Regions from separate parts of the Mus musculus genome. Here regions 2 and 3 are each linked to region 1. Evidence: chromatin contacts called from public HiChIP or PLAC-seq data. All regions are on one chromosome and are shown on one strand. The core of a region is the stretch at or near the end of the contact, and the rest is flanking DNA. Distances in the headings are between cores, read along the strand shown.

What was found. HiChIP or PLAC-seq counts read pairs in DNA pulled down with a chosen protein or histone mark.
Region 2: an H3K4me3 HiChIP or PLAC-seq map of stem cell-derived neural progenitor cells shows a contact between it and region 1, with 7 times the contacts expected there. The contact joins the promoter of Catsperg2 here to the promoter of Kcnk6 in region 1. A contact is called at or near these places in 2 of 115 datasets of contacts at active chromatin or transcription factors (embryonic stem cells and stem cell-derived neural progenitor cells).
Region 3: an H3K4me3 HiChIP or PLAC-seq map of embryonic stem cells shows a contact between it and region 1, with 22 read pairs. The contact joins the enhancer-like site here to the promoter of Kcnk6 in region 1. A contact is called at or near these places in 5 of 39 promoter capture datasets (cranial neural crest, embryonic stem cells, hippocampal neurons and 1 more), 1 of 484 Hi-C or Micro-C datasets (embryonic stem cells), 3 of 115 datasets of contacts at active chromatin or transcription factors (differentiating embryonic stem cells and embryonic stem cells) and 2 of 9 other capture datasets (embryonic stem cells and pancreatic islet).

What each region holds. Positions count from the first base shown.
Region 1 is chr7:29,231,228-29,233,829 of GRCm38.p6, reverse strand. It overlaps Kcnk6 (potassium inwardly-rectifying channel, subfamily K, member 6), which reads left to right and starts at 1,308. Exons shown (of 3, transcript NM_001033525.3): 1 at 1,308-1,668. The coding sequence starts at 1,347.
Region 2 is chr7:29,725,742-29,728,343 of GRCm38.p6, reverse strand. Catsperg2 (cation channel sperm associated auxiliary subunit gamma 2) reads left to right here and starts at 1,312. Exons shown (of 29, transcript NM_029714.4): 1 at 1,312-1,416.
Region 3 is chr7:29,540,125-29,542,726 of GRCm38.p6, reverse strand. No RefSeq gene overlaps it. Among named protein-coding and RNA genes, the nearest start is that of Gm38982, 14 kb to the left of the region's middle. Within about 2 kb of position 1,321, at least 4 of the 459 cell types and tissues checked have an H3K27ac peak or open chromatin away from gene starts, as enhancers often do. A contact at or near this core is called in embryonic stem cells, where this site is marked.

The sequences.
Region 1 (2,602 bases), core at 59-2,558:
GTCCACGTCATAGAGGGACGTGAGGGGACCTACAGGAGAAAAATAAGGGAAACCCTGCTTTCAGTTTTACCTATTAATTTACTATTGAGACAATGTCTCACTTTGTCACCCTGGCTGACCTGGAACTCCCTCTGTAGAGCAAGCTTCCCTCACAGAGCGATCCATCTGCCTCTGTCTCTGCCTCCCAAGTGCTGGGATTAAAGAAGTGAGCCACCCCCTAGGCTACTTACTAGTTTGTTGTTGGTTTTTGTTTTGTTTTGAGACGGGGCTTTGCTGCTCTACCTTTAACTTTTCTAATGTACGTAGGAACATCTCAGCCTCCAGGAAAAGGGAGTCCCTACCCTGGATATAGATATATACATATCTATATACATATCTATATCCAGGTCATCTGCAGAAGCAACTAATACTCTTAGCTATTCTCTCCAGCCACTCCACCACACCTTTTGAGACAGGTATTCACTAGGTAGCCCAGGTTGGCCTGGAGCCGGTGATGGCCCAGTCTATTGCTCAAATGTTAAGGTTATTATGTGCAAGCCACCACAACCACATCCGAAATTTATTTGCTCATTTTTGTGTGTGTTCTGTGTTTCTTGAGACTGTGTCCTACTATGTAGCCCTGGAACTTACTATGTACACAGGCTGGCTTGAACTCAGAAATATAGCTGCCTCTGCCTCCTGAGTGCTGGATAAAAGGGGTGCGCCACCATGAAAGTAAGCAATGTATTGTTTATTTATTGAGACAGAGGTCTTCCAACAATGCCCCCTGACTCCTGGTCAATTATTCCGAAATCGTAGGCCCCTCCCACCCACCCACAACTTATCCCACGTCTTAGTGCCTCAAGCAAACACTGGGTACAGTGCAGAGGCAGGCAGATTTCTAAGTTCCAGGCCATCCTGGTCTACAGAGTGAGACAGGACAGCCAGGGCTACACAGAGAAACCCTGTCTCGAGAAAAAAAAAAAAAAAAAAAAAAAGGTTACAAACAGAAAGCTCCCACTTCGGAGGAGAGTTTCAGATCTGAGTTAAGGAGTCGCGAGGAGGAGAGTTGCAAGGAACTTCAGGCAGGAAAGGACTCCGCAGCCCTTCCCATCCCATTTGACTCCCCGATCCCGGAGCGTCGAACTCCACCCTCCGGTGTCCCTGTACCTACACCAGGTGTTTGGGCGTGCCTCAGTTTCCCAGCGTCAGGGCGTTCCGCCAGCCCCGCTCCTCCCCCTTTTTCCTTTTCCTCTTCCTCTTCGGGGCGTCGGTGGCCGCGCCTGGAGCTCCCGGAACTAAAAGCGGACCTCGGGCGGTGGGCCGGCGGGGGCCACGTCAGCGGGTGTCGGGGCTGTACGGGCACCATGCGGCGGGGCGCGCTCCTGGCTAGCGCCCTGGCCGCCTACGCCGGGTACCTGGCGCTGGGCGCGCTGCTTGTGGCGCGGCTGGAGCGGCCTCACGAAGCCCGGCTGCGGGCAGAACTGGGGACCCTGCGGGAGCAGCTGCTACAGCACAGCCCGTGCGTGGCGGCTCACGCCCTGGATGCCTTCGTGGAGCGGGTGCTGGCGGCCGGACGGCTGGGGCGCGCAGCGCTCGCCAACGCCTCGGGAGCTGCCAACGCTTCGGACCCTGCGTGGGACTTCGCCTCGGCGCTCTTCTTCGCCAGCACGCTTGTCACCACCGTGGGTAAGTGAGTGCTATCCATCACCCAGTCCCAGATAGTGTCCGGACCCCTTAACATACACCTTCATCCCAATCGTCCTGGTGCTCTCAGAACAACCTCCATTCCCAACTGACCCACACTGGCCACAGCTGCCTCATTTGGAGAGCCCTCGTACTACACACCCCAGTTCCCTTGGAATACTTTCTCAGACAGCATCCCCTTTGGTGCCTTTTTGTTTGGTTTTGAGATAGCATGTACCTTTAGGCGCAGGTTGGCTTGGAATTTCATCCTCCTGTCTCAGCCTCCTAAATGCTGGGATTACAGGTGTGGGTCACCAGCCTGGCTCACTCTTGTCTTAATCCTAGGATTATCATAGATGATTGGCAAGGGCCTTGGTAGGGCTTTCCTTGGGTGTCTAACCTCGGGGGCTGTGTTACAATAGGGCTGGCACACCATCTCTTCCAGCCTTGTCTTCTGGCTCCAGATAGGTCCTTTCTGGAACAGCCCACTTTAACTTCCTCCTGAACTCAGTGCCCCAGTGAACTGTGAGTTGAACTCAGGCCTTCATGCATGCTAGTCAGTAATAGCAGGGCAACATTACTGGAGGTCTGTCTTCTAGGAAGAGACCTTAGCCTGACCTGAGACCGGTTCTAGGATCCCTTCCGCTTTGGGCACTCTCCAGCAAGATCCCTGGTCCGGGGACTAACAGACTGACTGAAGGTCCCCCCCTCCCCCCCTCTCCTGGACTTCCTACTCTAACACAGGGCTCCTCCACCCATCTTTACACCTCCCCTGAGTTGTTGGGATTCTCCCAATGTTTTCCACTCTAGACTCAGATTCCTGGATCAGCAGCTCCTACAGCGGGCTGTAAGAATGGCGCGAACCCAGAGCGTCCTCAAGGAAGAACCATTGGCTGATTGGCTGTCCCGCTTGAAATCCTCCAAGTTGAGACTCCTA
Region 2 (2,602 bases), core at 63-2,562, 490 kb before region 1:
TCATCTAGCAGGGCCTGTGTCCAGATAACTTGGTGTCTCTGTCTACCACAGCTGCTCCAGCATGTTTCCTCTCTTCTTCTAGATAGCTGCTCCTGTCTGTCAACCAGGTAATGTCTGCACCCTCTAGTGGCTGGTCTGTCAGATCTTTATGCCACCCATGTGCCTTAGCAAGAGCTTGCTGACAGTCATGGGCAGGGGGCTCTAAGTAGCATGACCCCAGTCAATTCTGAGACTGAAGGCAATTTTCCCAATCTGCTTTGTATAGTATTTTAATTTCATGCAAGTATTCAGGGCGAGCAGTACAGTAAGGAACTAACAAGGCAGTAAGCAAAAGTCCCGTGATTACTCCTGTGACAGGTGTTTAAAAGTGCTTGTCATAATGACCAAAATACTTGAGCCCACTTCCTTGTCCAAGCCCAAAATCTTGCCTGAAGCCTACTTCTTTTGTTGCACCCTAAGATTAAAATTCCTGCCTTACCCCACTTCCCTATTATAGCCTAAAGTTAGATTTTTTTTTTTAAAGGACAGCATTCTCAACAAATGGTGCTGGTTCAACTGGCAGTCAGCATGTAGAAGAATGCAAACTGATCCATTTAAAAAAACTTTTTAATTATTTTTTATTTATATGAGTACACTGTAGCTGTCTTCAGACACACCAGAAGAGGGCATCATATCCTATTACAGATGGTTGTGAGCCACCATGTGGGTGCTGGGAATTGAACTCAAGACCTCTGGAAGAGCAGTCAATGCTCTTAACCGCTGAACCATCTCTCCAGCCCCTAAAGTTAGATTCTTGCCTAAGCAAGAAACTTACTTCCTTATCATGCCCTAATGCTAGATTCCTGCCTGAACTTATGTCCCTGTCATGGCCAATGTCAGATTCCTGTGTGAAGCCCATTTCCTTGTCCTAGGCCAATGTCAGACTCCTGCCAAGCGGTACCTCAAAAGGCCCTCCACAAAAACGCTCAAGCCTAAGTTGGCTAATATTTAACTACCCTCCTACTTGAATATGATCTGCCCACTTCCAGATCTGCCCACCTCCAGATCACATTAGCTCAAACACACAAAGGTTCTGGAACATCTTGGCTCCTCAGGAGAAGTTTTGATCTAGAGGTCAAACATGAACAGTGCCTCTGTCAGAACAACCATTATAAATTCCTCTGTTTCCTTCTGAGAACAAAGCTACAGGTTTCCAGCATTTTTAGCCTGTCACACATCTGAGAGCCTGACTTGCTAGAGCCCTGCTCTCAAGGCCTTGGGCCCGTGCTGGGAAAATTCGCGTTACCATGGAAACGCGCAAGCCACGCAGGCCTGCCTCGTGCAAGGTGGAAGTCCAAGCAGCCATTTTAGGAGCTGGAAAGAGGGGTTGAACAGGCACTGCCAAGCAATGGTTGACCGGTTTTAACCAAGTGACTGGTACGGTGGGGCGGGGAGAAGAGGACGGTGCCATCCTAGGGGATGATGGGGTGTGTGTGTGTGGGGGGGGGAGTTGAGAAGGAGAGGGGAGGGGTGGGAGGCAAGGCAAGGAAAGGCTGGGAAAAGAGCAGGGCCAGGCAAAGAAAGGGCGAGGTGAAGGCCAGGGCGTGGCCTGAAGGATGGGTTTGGGTGCGGCTAGAAGAGGCGGGGCATAGGGCAGGTGGATGTTCAGGGAATGGACAGGAGAGATGAGAGAAGGTGGAGGGAAAAGGTGTTGGTGGGGACAGTGAGGATCGCGAAGTCAGCGTGGGTGTGGAATGACGGGAGGTCTTGCGGCCAGAGGACCATCTTTACCCAGGAGAGACCCAGAGATCAGGAGCGAAGTCCAGGCAGAGACACAAACTGGGGCAAGGAGAGAATTGTTTACCAGAGGGGGTTCGGTAAAGAGAGAGCCAAATGGGAGGACAGGTCTGGTAGAGAGAGAACGGACTGCAGTGAGGAGCGACTACCCTGCGAGGAAACAACCGGAGGCGAGGAGAGACCCCAAGGAGTAGAGAGGCCCCACGACCAGGAAAGGTTCCCTAAGGAGAAGGTGGCCCGGCGGGGCGAGCTGGTGCTGAGGAGAAATCACCAAGGCGGGAGAAGGGCTTTAAAGAAAAGGGGTGCGACGAGCAGGAGGGCCAGGTTGCCCTGGACCCAGGGAGAAGTGGCCAGGACCAGGGGCGTGGCCAAGAGAGGAGACAGTGAGGATTCGAACTACTGCAACACTTGGGGCCTGAACCAGGACCAGGGGCGTGGCCAAGAGAGAAGGCAGAGTGAAGATCCGCTCTACCACAACACTTCAGACTGGAGCCAGGACCAGGGGCGTGGCCAGGAGAGAAAGCTGAGCAGGATCTGATTTCCAGAAAGATTCAGACTTTAAGCCAAGGCAAAGCGCCTAGCGAGTAAGGAGGTGTGGATGAGGAAGAAGACTAGAAGCAGAGCAGGAGCGAAAAGGGGCGTGGCGAAGAGCAGTGTGAGGGCGGGGAACCTTGTGAGGGCGGAGCCAAGTCCCCTGAGGGGCGTAGTGGTAAGGAAAACACTCTGGCAAGACAAGAAAAAAAAGAGGGACTTGGTAGGTTAGGAGTTCCAAGAACTGGAACAGAGAAGAGCAAGGCCAGGGCAAAGGGGGAGAGAGCAACTAGGA
Region 3 (2,602 bases), core at 72-2,571, 310 kb before region 1:
CGCCACATAACATCTGTGCACAATGTGTGCAGTGCCTGTGGAGGCCAAAAGAGGGTAACAACTCCCTTCAAACTGGAGTTATAGATGGTTAGGAGCTGTCATATGGGTTCTGGGAACTAAAAGGCAGCAGGCTTTCTTAACTGTTTCTTAACTCTTAGCTCTCTGTGAATCATAAAATAGAATATGTATTGTGACCCAAAACCTTGCCTTGTCGCGGTTCTGTTTTTTTCTAGAATTTGACAGACTCCATCAGACCCTTTCATTCGTTGCTTTGTGTAGTAGATGTTGGGGTTCAGGAATTCACCCCACAAACCATACAAACATGGATCTCAGTTAAGCAAGAATAGTTTATTGAATGCACAACCCAAGACTTATTGATCGCAGCCACCAAAAAAAAAACCCAAAAACCTGGGAGCATAATTGTGGTACCAGTCTGTTCTTATCGCAGGCTTTTTTATAGGAAAAGCCAAGTTCAGAAGTTCAGAAGGCAAGGCTGACTAGACAAAGAATTATCAACTAGCTTTTAGGCTGATTGGTCCTGCATGAGGAAAGGAGTGGTGGATGGGTGGTGAACAGGGGAGTCTCGGAGCACTGGGGTGACTGAGCCTGAGAATTACAACCACAGAGCTATGCCCTTTTAGGAGAAGTTGTCAGTGTCATCTGTGCGTAATTCCCTGAGAACCTGAACTGAATTTCATCTTCTGAGCAAAATGGAGACTGAATACAAAATGGCTGCAGTTATGTTCAAAGGAGCTGGCCTCCACAGTAGCTGAGGGAGGGAGCCTATAGCCCGTTTCCCACAATCCCTTAACTGCTACTTTCCAGTTAGGATCCACCAGAGGGGGAGACTCTGGTGAGAAATTAGAAAAGCAGGAAGAAGAAGACGTAGTCTGCCTGGTTCTGACAGTAGAGACCAGTCTGGCCACCCCATCAGCACCAGGAATGGGTATAATGGGTTTCAGGAGTCCCGGTAGGTCCAGCTCTGCCTCCGGCAATTCTACACCAACAGTGGGTGGGCACTAGCATGAAGCTGCTGATCCACCAAGCTTGCCTCCTGGGGTCCACAAGGCTCACACCTCCAGTTTTGTTTCTCTTACCCTACTCCCTCTCCTTCCCTCCCTCCCTCCCTCTCCTTTTCCCTCTCTCCCTCTCCCTCCTCTCCCTCCTCTCTCTTCTCTCTCTCTCTCTCTCTCTCTCTCTCTCTCTCTCTCTCTCTCTCTCTCTCTCTCTCTCTCTGAGACAGGGTTTCTCTGTGTAGGCCCGGCTGTCCTGGAACTCGCTTTGTACACCAGGCTGACCTTGAATGTGCAGAGACCTGCCTGCCTCCGCCTCCAGAGTGCTGGAACAAAGGGCGTGCAGCACCACGCCCAACTCTCCTAGCCTCCTCTTGTGTTTATAACCATTTTCCTATTTTAAACATTAACTGGGAGCTGGGGAGACAGCTCAGTAGGTAAAAACACTTTCCATGGCAGCCTGATGACCTAACTTGAATTCCTGGAACCTGTGTTTTGAAAAAAACAAAAAACAAAAAAAAAACCCCCGGATACCGTGGTAGGCATCCGTAAGCCCAGTACTTCTACAATGAGATGTGAAGACAGAAGCACTGGCCACTCTGGTGACAACGCAGTGCAGTGACAAGAATAACAAGACTGCCTAGGCCAGGTAGAAGTGAAAAAACAGCTCCTCAAAGTTGTTCTCTCTCTCTCTCTCTCTCTCTCTCTCTCTATCTCTCACACACACACACACACACACACACACACCATGGTATACACATGACCCCACCACCACACAATTAAAAAGCATCTGATTGAACTATCTAAAGTATCTGTCTTTAAAAATATTTATTTAGTGTGTGTGTTTTTTGCCTTCATGTGTGCAGTGCCAAAAAAAGCCAGAAGGTGGCGTCAGATCACTTAGAATTGGAGTTGCAGTTTGAGACTCCGTGTGGGTGCTAGGAACCAAATTAGAGGCCTCTGCAAGAGCGGCGGGTGTTCCTGAGCACTGGGCCGTCTTACCAGCCCTGGACATTGGTTTTCTTGCGTGAATTCAGGCCTTGGCAAGATTCTTGATCGGCTTCCCTTTCATTGGCTTTCTTTCTTCCCTGTAGGGAAGCATGGTTGTCAGGCTTCAAGTGTTCATTTTAACAGTGGTCTCAAATCTTTTAAAATTCCACATTGAAGCCGGGCATGGTGGCGCACGCCTTTAATCCCAGCACTTGGGAGGCAGAGGCAGGCGGATTTCTGAATTCCAGGCCAGCCTGGTCTACAAAGTGAGTTCCAGGACAGCCAGGGCTACACAGAGAAACCCTGTCTCAGAAAAAAAAAAAATTGCACATTGAAGCAATAAAACCTTTAATCATTTATACCAATATATGCATGACTATTTGCAAATTATATACTTGTTTTGCTTTTACAATACATCTATTAAATATGACTAACTGGATGCTGGAGAGAGACCTCAACAGGTAAGAGCATAGCTAGTGTTTTCTATTTGTTTTGTTTTTTGTTTTCCTTTTTCTTTTTGTTTTGGCAAAGGGTTTCTCTGTGTAACAGCCCTTGGCCATCCTGGAACTCCCTCTGTAGACTAGGCTAGAATCAAACTC